3 separate regions of the Zea mays genome follow, and regions 1 and 3 are each linked to region 2. The links are chromatin contacts, called in public Hi-C maps. All regions are on one chromosome and are shown on one strand. The core of a region is the stretch at or near the end of the contact, and the rest is flanking DNA. Distances in the headings are between cores, read along the strand shown.

Evidence for each region. Hi-C and Micro-C count contacts between places; a contact is called where the count stands out from the background.
Region 1: a Hi-C map of tassel shows a contact between it and region 2, with 4 times the contacts expected there. The contact joins the promoter of LOC100275576 here to the promoter of LOC542052 in region 2. A contact is called at or near these places in 4 of 25 Hi-C or Micro-C datasets (ear, leaf, tassel and 1 more).
Region 3: a contact with region 2 is called in a Hi-C map of leaf, with 9 times the contacts expected there. The contact joins the promoter of LOC103642136 here to the promoter of LOC542052 in region 2. A contact is called at or near these places in 2 of 25 Hi-C or Micro-C datasets (leaf and tassel).

The regions. Positions count from the first base shown.
Region 1 is chr10:148,559,709-148,562,612 of Zm-B73-REFERENCE-NAM-5.0, forward strand. It overlaps LOC100275576, which reads left to right and starts at 1,491. Exons shown (of 1, transcript NM_001149627.2): 1 at 1,491-2,904. The coding sequence starts at 2,175.
Region 2 is chr10:148,408,578-148,411,277 of Zm-B73-REFERENCE-NAM-5.0, forward strand. It overlaps LOC542052 (proton-exporting ATPase 4), which reads left to right and starts at 1,379. Exons shown (of 13, transcript NM_001305848.1): 1 at 1,379-1,615. The coding sequence starts at 1,574.
Region 3 is chr10:148,175,467-148,178,428 of Zm-B73-REFERENCE-NAM-5.0, forward strand. It overlaps LOC103642136 (auxin-responsive protein IAA33), which reads left to right and starts at 1,302. Exons shown (of 2, transcript XM_008665444.4): 1 at 1,302-2,008; 2 at 2,086-2,459. The coding sequence starts at 1,611. The coding sequence ends at 2,266.

The sequences.
Region 1 (2,904 bases), core at 241-2,740, 150 kb after region 2:
ATGTGTACTCAATGAGATGCACCGACATGGCACTCGAGGAGTTTTAGAAGTGGTCTCAGACAGTTTATAGTCACCAGAAATGTCCAATGTACCACCTGATAGAGCATTAGATAGGGTATTCATGAAGCATGTAAATTGTGCCTAATAGGCCAAGTACTTATCTTATGTGCCTGGTGTGCTCATAGATGTATGTGATTGTGTATCTTGGGACTATACTCATCGAATGTGTTCGGTGTGGCACTAGTATGCGCATCGGATGCCACTTATAATAACTATGAAGGAATCGTTGTGTTCGATGCAATGGGTTTGTGAGCACCGGACATGTTTGGTGCCCCCAACTATGTTGATTGGGGATGTAACAACTAATTCACCCCTTCAGGGCTATTTATACCCCAACTTAGTCTATTGAGGTGTCTTGCCCTTTCAATAGACGAAGCATCTACTTGAGAGTGTGGAGGATCTTTTGCATAGCAAGGAGATTTAAGAGTTAATAATCACATAATTAGTGACCTCATTAGTGCATAGACTGACTTATGTGCAACGACCACCTTCATTAGACTTGATTTGGTCAAGTGATTGTCTAGTCCTTGTTATTTTTGGTGATTAGTATCACCTAAGAGACCTAGAACATTCAATCATTTTTCTCTCTAGCTCTAACACCCGACGTGTCTACTGTGCAAGCATTGAAGATGTAAAGATATTTGGTCATTTTCAGGGCATTAGAACCCGCAAGGTGAATCTACCCCGTACTAGTGGTATGTACTAATTACTAGCATTGTTGAATTTATTTAACATTATCTTTCAAGTTGCGTTTTAACGTGGTTTCCTTCAAAGTTTTGGAGCAAGAAGCACTACCATTGATTGACATGATGCGTTTGGAAGGAGCCACGTTGTAACTTGTATGTCATCTCTAACATCTATGAAGATGTCTTTTCATTGTACACTTTTTATTTATATGCTAATGTTGTTGGGGGTTTAGTATCGCTTTGACTCGGGTCTTGGCCAATTTCTGGGTCTGCCACCGGAAAGGAGGTACTCTAATTTTTTTAATACGATTTTAAAAACTCTATGAAGTTTTTTTCTGTATAGTTGAGGTGTTTGGATAGAAAATTTCTACTCTAGGTTAGAGCTGGAGCCATGCCAAACATGAAACACCCCTTATCTCTAGTCAATTTTCTGAGAGAGATCAATCCTTTGTTACAACAAAAAAAGTTATTTATTCTTTGATTTAACTAAATAAGATTGTGTAAAGTCTAATTAAATCTAACAAGATTAGGTTAACTTTTACATGTTGTTTGTTTGTTAGTACAATATACCAACATGTTTGCTAGTAGCAAGTATAGCAATGAAAGGAGAGAAGAGACAGGCCAGGAAGCCAAAAGCCCTCCTCTTTGGCTGACGCGGAGCAGATCTTTCGCTCTGCTGGGCTTCTCTTGTCTTCCGGGCACTCCTGCGCGATCAAATCCGATTCAACGGCCGAGAAAAAAACCCTCGAAGAGGAAAAAGGAAAAAAAGAAAACAGGGAGAGCCCAAGCCTGAGACGAACACGAAGAAGCAAGGAGCGAAGCAGACACGAGCGAGCCCATCCCAAGTTCCCAACCCACACGAAGCTGCAGCAGCAGGCAGCCGCCTCGCCACGCGCCCGAGCAACGCCGCCGAGAGAGCCGCCCGCCCGCCCGCCCGCCGGTGAGCAGCGAGGGCAATTCGTCTTCGGCTGGTCCCCGTCCCGCTCCCGCCCGCCAACCCCAATTGCTCCCCTCTCGGAGGTCAGCTCAATTCCTGCTGTTTCTCGGATTCGATTCGGTTGCACCGGGCGCGTCGTCTCCCTCGCCGGAGATCCAGCAGGTACGAGCTCGCCTGGGGCCGAGGATCATGCCCCCATTGCTCTAGGGTTTGGGTGGGTAATCCAATTGGCTCGCCAGGCCCGCGGCCTCTATGCTTGATTCGGGCCTGCCGCGCCGCTCCCTGGGATCTCGCGGCGGTTGGTGCGGCGCCAGCGGTGATGAGATCCCCTCCATGGCCGGCGAGCTGGGAATTGGGGTACGGGCTCGCTCTCTGCAGGAAGCGGCGCAAGCCCTAATGGTTTGATCCTAGCTGGGTGCGGCGTGCTATCCCCAATTCATTGGTTTCTCTACTCCGGGTCTGATATTGGGGTTTGCTGCGGTGGTAACTGCATGGACACAGTAAGGGAGGAGGCATGGCCAGTGGCTGCACCGCGGCAGCAGCCATCAGCTCCCCAACCGCAGCAGCAACAGCAGAATGGCCGTATTGATCTCAGGGAGCTCAAAGCTCAGATGGAGAAGCAGCTTGGTCCGGATCGCTCGCGGCGATATTTTGGCTACTTGAATGGCTACTTATCAGAGAGGCTCGGCAGGCAAGACTTTGAAAAGCTGTGCCTGCATACCCTGGGGCGGGAGAACCTTCAACTGCACAACCGGCTAATCCGTGCAATTCTCTACAATGCCTACCAGGGAAAGTGCCCGCCACCTCCACTGGATGCAGGGAGACCTGTAGGAGCATCAGTAAAGAAGGCTTATCAGGCTGCTGAAGTGTTGAATGCTTGCAATGGTGATGCCAGGTTGTTACAGATTCAGAGATTGAGGCCTGTGGCCAGAGCACAGGATCATACTTTAAAAGACAGTACAAATAACACGGGTCCAAATTGTAGGGTGGCTGCTGCCAATCACAACCAAGTTACTCACGATGCTTCTGGATCTCTGGAGAATGGTACACTAAATCAACTTGAGTTGAAGAGATTGCGTTTTCAACAATGCGAACCTGTAGAGCCAGTGGCAAAGCATCCGCGTGTGGAACAGTTGCCACCCAATAATTTGCCTGTACAGAGAAGAAGCATGAGCAGCACTGCAGAACAGTCTGCAGAAATATTGAGAAGTCCTGTACGAG
Region 2 (2,700 bases), core at 129-2,628:
GAAAGCGATGAAATATCAAATTGTAAACTAAATAACCTACTATATAAGTAAATTCCAATTTATTCAACGGCCCCTTAGAGTAATCAGTAGTAGCAGAGATGGCAAGGGTCAACCTTGACCCTTTGAGACAGAACGCTTTTGGTACTCCCCTTCAAATCTGGAACTGACGGGTATTTTTAGGGGCCTCTTTTTTTTTTTACCTTCCACGATGGGCATTTATTTAGTTTTAGAACTATCTAGCTAGCGTTGATATGAATTGGAAAACCGGAAGCGGCAGCAGGACTCGCGCTGCTGTCAGGCGTCACTATTCGGCCTATTTGATTGCCTTTAGTATGAACTGTTTTCTAGTGTTTATATAGTGACTAGACTTGCAGCTGCATCAGCTCGTTGGGCCCTCCGTCCGCTGACCAAGCCGCAGACGAGCTAGGGCTAGTGGTGGAACCGTGGAAGGCGGCTCGGACCGGTAGGAGCCACGTCGGCATCCCTGAGACAGAATTCCCTGTTTTTTTAGTCAGTCGTCTCTTCCCTTTCTGATTTCTGAATAGCCGTTCAACTGCAACTGCTCCTTTGTGGCCGTGCGTGCGGCCAACGGAAGGAACGCGCGGCTGCTGTCTGCGCCATCTGCCAATGCAGGGCAGGCCTTGTTAGCGAGAACGGGAAGAGACCGAAGGATCCGTGCCAACTTACATTTGTTCGGTTAACCCCGTTATCCATTAATTAAATAGAATTAGAAAATATTAAAAAAGAATTCACTTAATTTATATGTATTGACAGCTAACCAAACAAGCCCTTACAAAGAGACCGGTTGCCTGTTTGAAGCTCCAAACTGGTACGGTATTGTATAGAGGTTGCGTGCGGTCCGATACGACGCCTGCATTCGCTGGGACGTGGAATAGTTCGAATTCATGCCGCCAAAGAATCTCCGCGTCCCGACAGGAGATGGCACGCACGGCACGGATCGGGGCTCGCAAATTCACCGAGCCCGGCCCGAAGCCAAAGCCCGTGCCGTTACCCTGTGACGGTGCGGGCCCACCACGCAGTGCCTGACACGCGCGGCTTCTGTTCCGTTCGAAGCCGAAGCCGGGGGGTGGAAGTGTAATGGATGTCACCACGGTCCACCTCCACCCGTGACCGCTCGACCCGAACGTGGCTGACGCGCGGGGCCACGCCCGGGTGCGGAGGCTGCCCGGCGCAACCGCGCAGGCCAGACCCCACCGGCTGCCAGCGGGCCGACCTAATACTCGACGGGGGGGCACGCGAAAAGAGACAGGCCCCGTGGGCCCTTGTGGGGGTCGTGGTAGGGGCGTAGGGCTGCTAGGGATGGTGGTGGTGGCTCGGCCTGCGGGTACAAAGCGGAGCGGCGCGGCGCTATATAGGTCCGCCCCCATCTCCTCCCGTTCCACTCGACGCCCAGCAAGCGCTACTACTCCACCACCACCACTACTTTGCTTGCTTGCCCCTTTCCCTTCCCTTCTCACACGAGAAGAGAAGCGAGTCGGCGTTCGCGTGGCATATGCCCGTGTCTGCCGCCGGGCTTGGCTTCTAGGGTCCGCTCCAGCGCCGGCCGACCGCCATGGGTGGGCTCGAGGAGATCAAGAATGAAGCCGTCGATCTGGTGAGGAAATTGCCGCTACCACTGCCTCGCTTTATTTTTTTTTTTGCTCGATCGCGCCTTTTAATTCAGACTGCCATACTTGTGCCAGTAGTACTAGTAGTAGTAGTACCACTAGTATACGTACGCACGCGCTGACTCTGCTGGAGCCTCAGAGCCTGGAGGCAACGATGAACTATGTAACGGCGGCCAGTTTTGCTTTTGCCCCGGCCCTTTGACTTCCTGTTCTGTTCCTCTGCTCTTGCTGGTCCTGGAGGAGGAAGGAAAAAAAAAAACCGAGAGAGAAAAAAGTGGTCCAGAGTCTGAACTCTTCTGAAAGCAATTTCACACGCAGGAGGAGCATGCAGGAAGGGAATCCTGTTCATGCGAAAAGATTTTATGCCTTAGTTTGTTTCCATTTTCTCCGCATGGACGATGGATGGGGTCGCATCGCTAGCTGCCTTTTACGCGCTCAACCAATCTCTCTAGCAGCTTTTCGGACAAGGGGGGAGAGGGCCGGCAACACCTGGCCGGCCGTGGGTCATGTTCCTCCCGTGTCTTGCTCTGCTCTTGCTCATGTGAGCTGTTTGATTGAATGCGTACAGCTTTGCCTTCTAGCTCGGAGCGAAACACCCACCCTCTGGATCGATTCGATCTGCCGTATTTAATACGTTGCCCGGATTTGACCACGGAGCAAAATCCACTATACGCCGTCTCCGTACGTTTTTTTGCCGCATCGATCTGTCCAAGCGTCGATGGTTCGACGAAACTATGCCTAACGAGAGGCCCCCAAAAAAATATCCGAATTTGTGCAGTCCCTTTGGCCAGCGCGGGGGGTGGGCACGCAGATCGACAGCGATCATGCTGCTGAGATCAGAGGGAGGAAAATAGGGAACCCGTTTCAATTATTAATCCCTGTTGACCAAGTGGAGCACTATGCCACCTGAGTATGACGGGTGGCCCCCTTCCCGCTGCCCTGCTCATCTGTTTTGTTCCGTCCAATTCGGCCGGTTCACACACGCGCGCGCCCGTGCTTGCGGGGTCACACTCACACACATGGGTGGGGCCACGGAGGGTGCGGAGCGAGCGGCAGTGCCCTGCGCCAGCGC
Region 3 (2,962 bases), core at 52-2,551, 230 kb before region 2:
ACGCAACCGGCGCACGTGCGGCGGACAGGTCGTCGCGCGCAGGCAGCAGAGCAGAGCAGAGCCGACCCGACCGTCCCCGGCGTGCGTGGCGCGGCCTGCGCTCCTCGGCGCCCGCCCGCCCTCGTGCACTGCTGTCTAATCTAGGAAAGATAAAAACAAGTTCCTGGGAAAGAAGCAGCTAGCAGGTGACTTTGGAGAGCAGCTAGCTAGCTAGCTAGCTGTATAGGACCGGAGTAGTACATGCATGCCGCCAGTATAGTGATAGTGTGGTAGTGGCAGGGCGAGCGTGCATGTGCGCACGCCGGCCGAAATCATCGGTCTAGAAAAACAGGCGGGCCGGCCGGGCGGGCGCACGCACGCGTACGAAGGACACTTTCGTTGTGCTGTTGCTTCGGCCGTCGCAGCTGCGCATGGATCCCCATGCATGGCATGACGATGCAGAAAACTATACAACTACTGATACTAACAGTAGCTATACGTAGCGCGTAGTAGTTACTGTGCCATTTCACGAGAATTATACTATATATGCACGCAGCCGGTACGGTCGTGGCATGGCATGGCATGTATTTCAGTCCTGCGACGGGTGTTTGTTGTGTACAGAATGGCGATCGATCGACTATATATACACACGATCGACGCTGTTCTGTCACAATATGAGTACGTACGAACGAGTCTTGAAACTCTTGATCAATGCGGCGGCCTGGCGGGCTGTACCGTCGTCAATGCGCGGAAATACATGCCCCGTAGAACCGCAACCTCACGTACGTACACGGATCGGCCGGGGGGGAGAAGTAGTCGTGCTCGTGCACCTTAAAATTTGGAGCTAACGGAGAGACGAGATCTAAGCTGCGATCGTCTCGTCGTGCAGTCGTACGTGTGCCGCTCCAGCACCGTTACTGTGTATCCCGTACGTGTGCGCGCGCGCCCATGGCGTGGGGCACGACCAGCACGCGACGACCGTCCCGGTGCGGTGAAGAGGAGAGGACGACGAGCCGAGAACGAACGAGCAAAACCCCCGGCCGGTCGTGTCAACCGGCACGCACGCATGCATGCCATGCGCAGTGCGCTCGCTCTCTGTCTCTCTCTCCATCATCCCCAGGAAAACGCGCGCCCAGGCCATCCATCCATTTCCCATGCACAGCACAGAGACAGAGCGGGTCGCCGCCGACGATCCGGCTTTGTTTACTACGTACTACTAGTATATATACTCCCATCGGAGTGCGTGTGTGTGCACCGATCGATCGCTAGCTAGCTAGCTGCGTCCTCCTTTTTCTCACTTGCAAGCAACACCCGCCCCCGCCCGCCCTTGTTTGTGTGCTGCTTACTGACAGGTCAGTTCCATCCGGCCCGTTGGGTACGTGGCTATTCGTCGGATTCAGTTGTGAACATGTTCAGCAACATGTTAACCCGGCCCACCTCCTATAAATCCATCCTCACCACCCCCAGCAGCAGCAGGCTTGCAACCCTAACAAAACACGGCTAGCCATCGGGAGAGGAAAGCGCTCTCATCACTTCCCCATCCTCATTCCTTCCTCCGTCCACACCGCAGCCACTACAGATAGATACGCCATCCGACGAGGTCAACTCAAGTCCCCCCTTCCTCCACCACGATGAGCAGCGGCGGCGCGAGCTTCGAGCAGCACGCGAATAAGCGGCGGCGGCCGCCCGCTGGGCCGCAGCGCCTGACGCTGTCGGTGCAGGACGCCGACGACGCGGCCGCGGCCGTGGTCCCGCCCGTCACCGTGGTCCTGGACGGGCGCTGCATCTGCCACCGCGTCCACCTCAACCGCCACACGGGGTACCGCAGCCTGGCGGGCACGCTCCGCCGCATGTTCGTCGACTCCGACGACGACGACTCCGACGTCCACAACCACCACCACCAGCAGCAGCAGCAGCAGCGCGGCGAGGACGACCTCGACCTCGACCTCGCCAATGCCGTCCCGGGCCACGTCGTCGCGTACGAGGACATGGAGGACGACCTCCTCCTCGCCGGCGATCTCAAGTGGAAGTGAGAGAGAATTTAATTATTAACTACTGATGTGACCACAAACTTAAAACTGGTTTTCCGTCGTTTCAAACACACAGCTCGATTTACTCTCTCGATGGTGTGCATGATTGCATCGCAGCGATTTTGTTCGCGTCGCCAAAAGGATCCGGATCATCCCTGCCAAGAAGACGACGTCGTCGTCAAGCCGCGCCAAGAAATGCGGAGGAGGAGATGTCAACCACAGCAACTAGTCGCCGGCGTCCGGCCGGGCCGGGCTAGCTTTTGTTAGACTCTCGCATGCAATTATTACTGCTAGCCGCTAGCTGCAGCTGTCGTCTACTCCATCGTTGTGTTCTTCAATTCATTCACTCAGCTCTCTCCATTATATTATACCCGGCCCCATGCATGTTGTCGTTAATTAAAGACCTATAATTAAAGCACGTACGCAAAGCAATGAACAAGGTTATGTCATGACCAGCAGCAATTCAGAATCAGCTGAGCTGATGACCGAATGATATGATCCTGTATGTGATAGCTCTCGATCTAGCTAGCGCCGGGCGCGCTCCGTGTCAAGTCGTGATCCAATCCAAGTGTGTGGCGCACGTACCGTGTCGGCTTCCAACCCCCGCGAGCCGTCAATCATGTCCTCTGTGGCTCTGCCTGACTGGTCAGCTGGAATTATTGGACCGATCACCGATGGATCGGGACTCATCCATCGATGCAGTAGCAGTAGTCCATCGATCGACGACGCGACGTGGTCCGGCCACTGACGACGGCTGACACTCTCGATCGGCGGCGCCGCGGCCCTGCCGGCGAGGACGGTTGGGATCTCCCTGTCACACGGCAACGACGTCCTTCTGGCCGGCCGTTGGCGACTCCTCCGCGCGCGAGCAGTGCAAACGAAACAGTGAAGCAGGTACCGGTAGCCATCATCGCGCGTTGTCGTGGGAGTGCAGTACTGCACGGCCGCCGCGC